Regions from separate parts of the Sus scrofa genome. Here region 1 is linked to region 2. A link is a contact called in public HiChIP or PLAC-seq data. All regions are on one chromosome and are shown on one strand. The core of a region is the stretch at or near the end of the contact, and the rest is flanking DNA. Distances in the headings are between cores, read along the strand shown. Region 1 overlaps MYLK (myosin light chain kinase, smooth muscle). Region 2 overlaps MYLK (myosin light chain kinase, smooth muscle).

What was found. HiChIP or PLAC-seq counts read pairs in DNA pulled down with a chosen protein or histone mark.
Region 1: a contact with region 2 is called in an H3K27ac HiChIP or PLAC-seq map of skeletal muscle. The contact joins two enhancer-like sites. A contact is called at or near these places in 1 of 5 promoter capture datasets (liver), 20 of 47 Hi-C or Micro-C datasets (alveolar macrophages, brain, embryonic fibroblasts and 12 more) and 1 of 2 datasets of contacts at active chromatin or transcription factors (skeletal muscle).

The regions. Positions count from the first base shown.
Region 1 is chr13:136,761,579-136,766,457 of Sscrofa11.1, forward strand. It overlaps MYLK (myosin light chain kinase, smooth muscle), which reads left to right. Exons shown (of 34, transcript XM_021070234.1): 23 at 1,104-1,257. Among named protein-coding and RNA genes, the nearest start is that of HACD2, 70 kb to the right of the region's middle. Within about 2 kb of position 2,958, at least 25 of the 83 cell types and tissues checked have an H3K27ac peak or open chromatin away from gene starts, as enhancers often do. A contact at or near this core is called in omental adipose tissue, skeletal muscle and subcutaneous adipose tissue, where this site is marked.
Region 2 is chr13:136,710,874-136,715,671 of Sscrofa11.1, forward strand. All of the region lies in intron 13 of MYLK (myosin light chain kinase, smooth muscle), which reads left to right. Among named protein-coding and RNA genes, the nearest start is that of HACD2, 120 kb to the right of the region's middle. Within about 2 kb of position 2,043, at least 16 of the 83 cell types and tissues checked have an H3K27ac peak or open chromatin away from gene starts, as enhancers often do. A contact at or near this core is called in omental adipose tissue, skeletal muscle and subcutaneous adipose tissue, where this site is marked.

The DNA.
Region 1 (4,879 bases), core at 1,708-4,207, 52 kb after region 2:
TTTCTTGAAATATAATTCAAACATCATAAAATTTACCCTTTTAGAATATGCATATAGTCACAAGGTTGTACAGCCATAACAATTTTCTAATTCCAGAACATTTTTATCACCTCAAAAAACAAACCCCAGACTCATTTGCAGTCATTTCTCCCCCTCCCCCAGACCCTGGCAACCTCTAACCTACTATGTGTCTCTATGAGGTTGCCTAATCTGGGTATTTCTTGTAAGTGGAATCATATAGGAGTTCCCATTGTGGCTCAGTAGGTTTAGAAACTGACTAGGATCCACAAGGTTGGGGGTTCAATCCCTAGCCTTGCTCAGTGGGTTAAGGATCCAGTGTTATCATGAGCTGTGGTGTAGGTCAAAGATGTGGCTCAGATCTGGCATTGCTGTGGCTGTGGCCAAGGCCAGAAGTTATGGCTCCAATTCAACCCCTAGCCTGGGAACTTCCATATGACATTAAGTGCAGCCCTAAAAAGCAAAAAAAAAAAACAAAAAACAAAAAAAGGGATCATATAATATGTGTTCTTTTGCATCTGGGCTTTTTTACTTAGCATAATGCTTTCAGGGATCACCCCTGTTGTAACATGAACCAATACTTGATTCCTCTTATGGCCGTGTAATATTCCATGGTTTGGATCTACCACATTTCCTGTATCTTTTCATCCATCAGTGGACATCTGGGATATGGACTCAATTAACTACACTTTGAAAAGCCACGTGTGGCTGGTGGCTATGGTATCAGGCAGCAGAGAAGAGGCCAGAAAAAGCCACGTGTGGGCTTGGTGACTTTGATCAAACGTGTTCTCTCACCACCCATCCCATTCCAGACCTCACTTCCGGTGTGGAGCGGCAAGCGATAGCTCATCCCCTGACCCCCAGCGCCTGCTCAGCACCCTGCCTGCCTGCCTCCATCTGGACCCCATTGGGGCACCTTGATGCTGCATGCAGGACAGGAGGGCTCTTAGGGGGAGGCCCTCCAGCCTCGACCAGCCCCACACAACTCGTGCTGCTGCATCCCTTAGGGGGTGCAGAGTGCGGGTCGGGGCCCCCTTTCTTTCCTGGCTCAAGTCTCCAGCACCTGCCCCACTCTCTGCCCCCAGATCCAGGAGAGTGAGCACATCAAGGTGGAGAACAGTGAGAATGGCAGCAAGCTCACCATCCGGGCCGCGCGCCAGGAGCACTGTGGCTGCTACACTCTGCTGGTGGAGAACAAGCTGGGCAGCAGGCAGGCCCAGGTCAACCTCACTGTTGTGGGTGAGTGGGGGGACAGGGCACAGGGCAGGTGGGATGCTGGACCTGGGGCCTTATCTCACGGGGTCGCTCCTCCAGCTCGAGTTCCCTCCGCTCTCCCACTCCCTGCTCTCACACCGCTGCTGCCCTTCATGCTTGTCAAGAAGGGCTTCGCAGGCCTTGCACACACAGTGCCTGCCTCTCCAGCCTTTGGAGACCCTGAACTCTAGGACTCCAGATCTCCAGCCAGCACCCGTGATCCCACTCCCCCAGGTCCACACCTGCCCCCAACCTCCGGTCCCCTTGCAAACCCTCACCTTGAATCCATGCTGCCTTTCAACTTTACTGCCACTGTGCCTGAGTTTGGGGCACAGCAGGAGAATGGCATCAACCCACAGACTGTGCTCAGCGGAGGCGTCAGTGTCACAGCCTTTGCTCAAGACCCGCCCCCGCCTCCACCCTGCAGGCCTTGGCCTCTCGCATCTCTGAGCAGCAGGAGGCATCAGGCACGGAGCTGCTCCACTTGGGGGCCCCACCCCACAGGCATCTCTTTCTCTATCCCTGTGCTGACTCCACCCTCCAGGCTCTACGTACGGCCCACCTTTCCCCTGGGCTCTAGACCCCAGGCTCTCGAGGGCTCCAACCCCCATACCCATTCTCTTCCACTTCTCCACTTCCCCAGGGCTCTCCTGTCTTGGCCAAGCACACAGGCAGGTATAACTCCTGCAGTATCTCCTCTTGCTCTGGCCGCCCTCGCATCTCTCTCTCCTGCTCTCGACAGGGCCAAACCCTCTAAAAGGGTCAGTCTCGGCTCTGAGTCTGCTTCTTTGCCTCCCTGGCAACAATCTCCAGCTGCCCGTAGCCTTGGGCTCAGGCCCCATTACTTACTGGGACTGCCCTTCTGAGGTCACCGTGCCCTCCTAATCCCAAATCCACTCCCTTTTTCTTATCTCCTACATCCCAGTACTGAGCTTAGAGCCTGTCACCAGCCCGATTGTCAAGTTTGCCTGTTCCTCTCCATCTCACTCAGTCACTGTGTTTCTCATGTCTTGGGCAACTCTCTCCTGAAATCTCAAACTAGCTTTCTGCCTGGCCATCTGCCATCCGCCCTGCTCAGTCCGTTGTCCCCCTATGTGGCAGGCATTCAGGACAGCGAAGGGGCGGCGGATGGAAAGCTGGGCCTTGTGCACCTTGTGAGCCTTCGTAGGTGGTGTACACAAAAGCCTTTCCCCCAGGTCAGGAGTTCGTTCTGTCTCTGGGAAGGCCAGTGGACCAGGTGCTCAGGGAACAGGCTTCTCACCTACAAAAGACAGGCATCTCACTCTCTGGTGACTTGGGATGCTTATTTTAATCCTTTCCCCTGAGGAGTCGGGAACATTTTGGGGGGTGGGGGGTTGGTGCTAGTGACCCAGCTTGTTACACTTTGCCTGTACCCAAAGTATCGATGTGGCCCCATGCCCCCACCTGCCAGTGGGTATCGGTTTCCAGTTTTCCCTGGCATTCTCTCTCATCAGCCCCCCGCCCCCCCCAACCCCCGCGCGGGGGAAATCAGGGGTCAACTCCTTGGAGCTGCTTTTCTGTGTCCAGTGCCCCCTGCCCCCACTGGGGCCCCTCTGCAGGATGCCACCCTCTCTCCCTCCTCCACCACCACCACCACCACTACACGGGCCGCACTTGTAGCCTTTTATGGTTTAGTTTCTCATTCTCCTCGGCCAGTGCTGACAGGGCCATCGGTGTGGCTGCCCGCCAGCTGGCAGGAGCAACATGTTAAATGCCGTCCTGGGAGGGGAATGGAATGGAGGGGCAGGGCTTTCTGTCTGCCTCCCCCTCAGAGAGCTAAGAATAGAACTGCTCAATAAAATGAGGACTCGCATTGATGGACACAGCAAAGCCACATTCATTCAGAACCCGGGGATTTAGAATCAGTCCAAAGTCAAGCTGGATTAAGCCCAGATTTACCTGCATGTCTCTAGGGACATCTGTCTACTGTCTTATCAGGGTTGATGAAGTAGATGTAACATGGAAAGGGAATGAGACAGGAATCGTGTGGCCTACTCTGGACAGTTTCGAGCATCCATTTCTAAGCCAGCTATTAAATACGGCTGGTTTAACCCAACTTCCACTAATTAGCAGTCAACTTCTCTTCTTGGATGTTCTTTAAAGGATCCCGTTCTCTTCAGATAGTCTGTGACTCCTTTTTTTTAAATAAGGATAAAAACCAACCTTCCCCTCAGTTAGTTTCAGTGAGTGATGTGTAGCTATTTTGAAGGCTTATTATTATTATATTTGCCAAGGCGGTGCAGGGATCTGTGATGCTCGGGGCCTCTGCCCACCCCCGCGGCTCCGGCCTCAGCCTGGAAGGAGAGAAGCTGGACCCAGGTGGATTCCTTCCTGCCACTAGTCCAGCACAAGAAAAACAGGCTGCTTTGCATATCTTTAAAGAAGAAAAACAAAGCAGAGAGAATGAATCCCAGATACCCAGAAATCCCCCAATACTATCTAAGCTTGAAACTTGCATGATTTTTTTTTTTTTTTTTTTTTTTTTGTCTTTTGGCCTTTTCTAGGGCCACTCCCACAGCATATGGAGGTTCCTAGGCTAGGGGTCCAAGCAGAGCTGTAGCCGCCAGCCTACACCAGAGCCACAGCAATGCGGGATCCGAACCACGTCTGTGACCTACACCACAGCTTACGGCAATGCTGGATCCTTAACCCACTGAGCAAGGCCGGGGATCGAACCCACAACCTCATGGTTCCTAGTTGGATTAGTTAACCACTGAGCCACGATGAGAACTCCGAACTTGCGTGATTTTTAAGGGCAGGAGATTTCCTTTTGAAACACTTGGCTTGGGCTTAAGCAAGATGCATTCTTGATCTTGTTTGGCCCAATAGCTTGGACAATCATGGGCCCTTGGAGTGAGTGTCTGGAGTCTTTTTCAAATGCCCTTTTGGCTCTGCCTCTGGCCAGATGGGTATTTTTGGTGAGCAAAATGCCTTAGCCTGCAAGGCCTGGGATTACCCAGGTAGACAGCCTGGAGACCCCTGCAGCTCTGCCAGTCTCTAAAAGCTGCACGTGGCTGCTGTGGTGCCAGTAAAGGTGCCAGTCCAGGCAAGGTTGGGCTCAGCCACAAACCATCCTCAAAGTTCACAGGCATGTGGAGATGGTTACTCCAGAGAAGCATTAGAGGCGAGAGCCTCTGTTTTCCCAGGAGTGAGAGCGTTTTCTAAAAGAGAAAATCCTGGCGCTGGTGGCACAGGAGGCCCTTCCCTTAGACTCAGTGTTTCCCACTCTGCTAGTCAGGTCTCCAGGGAGCCATGGGAGAATTCCAAGGAAATGTGGAGCTCGGGGCCCCAGACACCAAGCCCTCCTGGCCTCTGCCAGGCCATGCCCAGGCCTCCCTCCCAACCCCAGTGCGTCTGTGTCTTTGGCATGGAGGGGAGGCTCTGTTCTGAGGATGTCTGTTCTCTCCTGAGGGTTTTTGTCCCCAGCTTGTGCAGCCTTTGTGTATGGCTCCTTAGGTTGGAAAGAACAGAAAACATCAGACCCAGCCTATGGCTCCAAGGGCGGGCGGTGGGGGTGGGGGCTTCCAATCCCCCCTGACTTCAGACTTAACGTCTATTCTGAACTCCTTAATTTGGCAGCAAATTC
Region 2 (4,798 bases), core at 793-3,292:
GTCCTGCCCTTTTCCTCTGGCTTCCCCTGCTCTGCCTCAGCTTTCCCCCCTTGTCAAGGGCCTAGGGTGGGGGTCAGCACAGGACATTTGTCCGCATGGAGAGTTCGGCCTAGGTGCCCCTGGAGGTGGCTAGCTTCCGTGGAAGAGGCAGCTTCTGGAACAGCTTGGCCCTGCCATCAGGAGGCCTGGGTGTCAGCTCCGGGCCTGCCTGATACTGGCTCTGGGACCTTAGCAAGTTGTTTATGAGTGTGCCCTGGTCTCACTACCAGTAAAGTGGGGTGAGGGGGTTGGGACTGGGGTGTTGGGATTCAAGTGAGGGCTGCTGTCTCAAGTTGCCTAAAAGAAGCTGCTCGCCCCAAATCTACCGTCCTCACTGGCTCCCGAATCCCAGCACCAGCACAGAATGTGTTTGTAGCGCTTGTTTGCTCACCCCATGAAGGCACAGGGGCAATGGAATGCAGGGGATGGACGACTCAGCCACTGGCTGGCCCAAGTGACAGCTGCTCTGGTCCCTGTGACCCAAAACAGCAGGCCTGAGAACAGGTGCATCTGCACATTTATTCCCAGTCTCTTCTCTCTTCTCTCTATTCTTGCCGTGGGGCCTCAGGAGGAAGGAACAGGGTCAGAGGCGACAGGCGCCTTTGGAAGTAAATGCCTGCCTGGGGCAGTTCGCACAGGTTCAGGCACTCTCCCTCATCCCTCTCTTGGAGGGAGGGCAGCGAAAGTTTGTTCTAAACTTACTTTAGATGTACTTTAGATTTATCCATGAGATTTTTAAGCCACACGTTTGTATTCCTAACAGTATTTCCCTTGGGTCACTTAAAAATGAGTCTGTCAGCGGAGTTCCTGTCGTGGCTCAGTGATTAACAAATCTGACTAGGAACCTTGAGGATATGGGTTTGATCCCTGGCCTTGCTCAGTGGGTTAAGGATCCAGCATTGCTGTGAGCTGTGGTGTATGTCGCAGATGTGGCTTGGATCCCATGCTGCTATGGTTGTGGTATAGGCTGGCGGCTACAGCTCCGATTAAATCCCTAGCCTGGGAACTTCCATATGCTGCAGGTGCGGCCCTAGAAAAGACAAAAAAAAAGTCTGCTTTGGAGTTCTTTTGTGGCGCACTGCGTTAAGGACCCAGCATTTTCACTGCTGTGGCTTGGGTAGCTGCTGTGGTACAGGTTTGATCCCTAGCCTGGTAACTCCTATATGCCATGGATGCGGGGAAAAAAAAAAACAATAATCCTGGGGTGAGGGCCCAGGCCCTGTTTGTTCTTTTTTGGGGGAGGGGGAGCACACTCACGGCATATGGAAGTTCCCAGTCTAGGGGTTGAATTGGAGCAGCCGCAGCTGCCTGCCTATGCCACAGCAATGCCAGATTCAAGCCATGTCTACAACCTACACTGCACCTCATGGCAACACTGGATCCTTAACCCACTGAGCAAGGCCAGTGATGGAACCCACGTCCTCATGGTTACTAGTTGGGTACTTAACCCACTGAGCCATGGTGGGAACCCCTCTGTTTGTTCTTTTACTGCTGATAAACCCACCAGGTAATTGAGCCCAGTGGGTAGGTGTGAGTCAGCTCCCATGCCAGCCTCACACACATGCCACCACTGATGACAGAGAGTCAGACAACGTTTTTTCGCCTTTCACCTTTTTAAAACCCCCAGGTTCTGTGATGATACTATTATTACCCTAAATACAGATAAGGAAGTTGAGCTGGAGAGAGACAGTGACCTGTCCACAACCAGGACCTGGCCTCAGATCCTACATTTCAGTGGCTTTCAGAGAACCAGTGTGCTGCCACATGGGAGGCATGACCAGGTCAGGAAGCTGGGCCATAGGAAGACCCCGGTGTGGGGGCAGAGGAGTGGTTGTTGGCTCGAAGGAAAGGGAGCTGGGGTGTTTGATGTTCCAGCAGCACTTGCAATAAGGGCCTGTCTGCAAAGTGCTCTGAGAGACTGGGGACTCTGGCTGAGATAGCAGAGGAGGGAGCAGCAAGGGCTCAGGACAGGCAAAAACATTTTGTCCTCAAGCCTTCTCAATCTGTGCAACAGGAAATTCCTCAACTCTCCCGAGGCAGCCTGCTTTCCTGGCTACTGCAGCCCAGGCAGAGCAAGGCGATCTCTGCCTTTCCAATACCGGGTTCCCCAAGTGCATGCCCAGGGCCTTCTGTCAAGGCCAAGGCTGCCCCGTGGCCCCTCTGTCAAAGGCAGTGAGATGGAGGCCTGGGGCAGGACGGCTCTGAGAGTCCAGCCTCTGCTCCTGGGCCCTGCCACCCCTCGCTCTCCAGCCCCATGCCCTTCACACAGCCCCCGCACTGGGGGAACTTGTCCCCTAGCCTCCCAGGTCGTGCTCCACGGTGGGCCATATTTTGCCCTCAGAGCCAGCAGGTAACAACTGAGTGGCCAGTTTGGAGTCAGGCCTTTCCAGGTAGGAAAAGAGCAGCCTGGAAATGTACCCCACTGGCTGCAGGCCTCCTGGAGAAAATTTGCTGTGCGGCCCCTGCACTAAGGACTCCAAATACGGCAGTCCCTCCCCTCAAACGCAGAGCCTAGCCTAGAGATACCATAGCCCTCTTGGTCCCCACTGTGCCCTCACCCCCAAAGACAAAAACAAAAAAGCTAAATAAGAATGATGGCTGGTCAGAGCCACCTGGCCTGCAGGACCAAGGGCACGGTCAGAGACAGGACAGCAGGGAGGCCTGTCCTGGTGGGAAACAGACCCCAGCCTGGCCTCCTTGCTGCCCCTCCCGCTTCAGCTCACGTGAGGTAGCTCAGAGCCCGGCTTGCAGAGGAGCCCAAGGATGAGGGAAAGCCAGCTTAACCCATCTCCCCAGAGAACGGAATGGGTGGCCAGCAGCCCTGAACCCAGAGTTCTAGTTTTTGTCAGTGGCTAGCTGGTATACCCCCTCCCTCTCCCAGAGAGCTCCCCCCACCCCCCAGTTTTTAGTGAAATGATCTGGCTACCGCACACTGCATATATACCTGTTTTTATACATCTTGGGTTTTATTTATTTTTTATAGAATGATTTTTATGTTTTTCATTACAGCTGGTTTACAGTGTCCTGTCAATTTTCTGCTGTACAGCAAGGTGACCCAGTCACACATACATATATGTACATTCTTTTTTCTTCTCACATTGTCAGGCTCTGTCATATGTGGCTAGATATAGTTCCCAGTGCTACACAGCAGGATCTCATTGCTTATCTAAAATATACAAACAACTTATACAGCATGCTGCATATATTTATGGCATTTAATTTGAAACTTTCACACACGAAACCATCACATGGTTTTAGGAAATGAACATCTCCATCACCCCCACATGCTTCCCTGAGCCCCTCTCCCCGACGACCTTCCTGTCACTGTAGTTTGCCTCTTCTAGACTTTCTTTTTTTTTTTTTGTCTTTTTGCTATTTCTTTGGGCTGCTCCCGCGGCATATGGAGGTTCCCAGGCTAGGGATCGAATCGGAGCTGTAGCCACTGGCCTCCACCAGAGCCACAGCAACGCAAGATCCGAGCTGCGTCTGCAACCTACACCACAGCTCACGGCAACGCTGGATCTTTAACCCACTGAGCAAGGGCAGGGACCGAACCCGCAACCTCATGGTTCCTAGTCGGATTCGTTAACCACTGCACCACGACAGGAACTCCCTTTTTTTTTAAATTTTTTTTTATTTTTTAATTTTTTTTTAGACTTTTAGATAAAGGGAATCACCCAGTGTGCACTCTTTCTGTGCCTGGCTTCTCTCATTCGGTTAATTTTTGTGAGACTGTCCCTCTTGTGTCTGTCACTAGCGCTGAGTAATATTCCATAGGATGGATGTGTCATAATTTGTCTCAATTCATTTGTTGGTGGATATTTGGGTTGTTTCCAGTTTGGGGCTCTTAGGAACCAAGCTGCTATGAAGGTTTGTGTACACATCTCTACATGGACGTGTGCTTTCGTTTCTGGTGTGTAAATACCCAGGAGTAGAATGAATAGATCAGATGGTAAATACATGTTTAACTTTTTTTTTTTTTTTTGTCTTTTTAGGGCTGCACCCACAGTATATGGAGGTTCCCAGGCTAGGGGTCAAATTGGAGCTGTAGCCGCTGGCCTACGCAATGCGGGATCTGAGCTGCGTCTGCAACCCACTCCACAGCTCACGGTAATGCCGGACCCTCAACCCACTGAGCAAGGCCAGGGATCGAACTCACCACCTCATGGTTCCTAGTCGGATTCGCCAACAACTGCACCACGACGGGAACTCCATGTATGTTTAACTTTTTAAGAAGTTAAACTTAAAAGCCAAAATTTTCAGAAGGGTCTGTACTATTTTGCGCTCATGCCAGCACCATAGGAGCGTTCCAGTTGCTCCACATTCCTTGCCAGCACCCGTACTTAGGTGATCAGTCTTTCCTTTTAGTCATTTTAATGATGTAGTGTCTTTGACTTTTTCGAGGTGCTTAAAATCTCAGGAGACGGTAATGGAGCATCACACAGCCCTAGAAAACAGTTTGGAAGCTCTCCCTTCTGTCTCACAAGAAACATCAAGGTAGACAGTCAGCCCTCTGTAGCCACAGGTCCTGCATCTATGGATTCAATCAACTGCGTATCGAAAATATTTGAGGAAGAAAAGGTCCAGGAAGTTTCAAAAAGCAAAACGAGTTGGCTGCACTGGCATCTATTTGCATAGTATTTACATTGCACTAGATATTTTAAGTATTCTAAGAGATGAGTAAAGTATACAGGAGGAATATTTGGTTATATGCAAATATTACCCCACTTTATATAACAGACTTGAATGTCTGCGGATT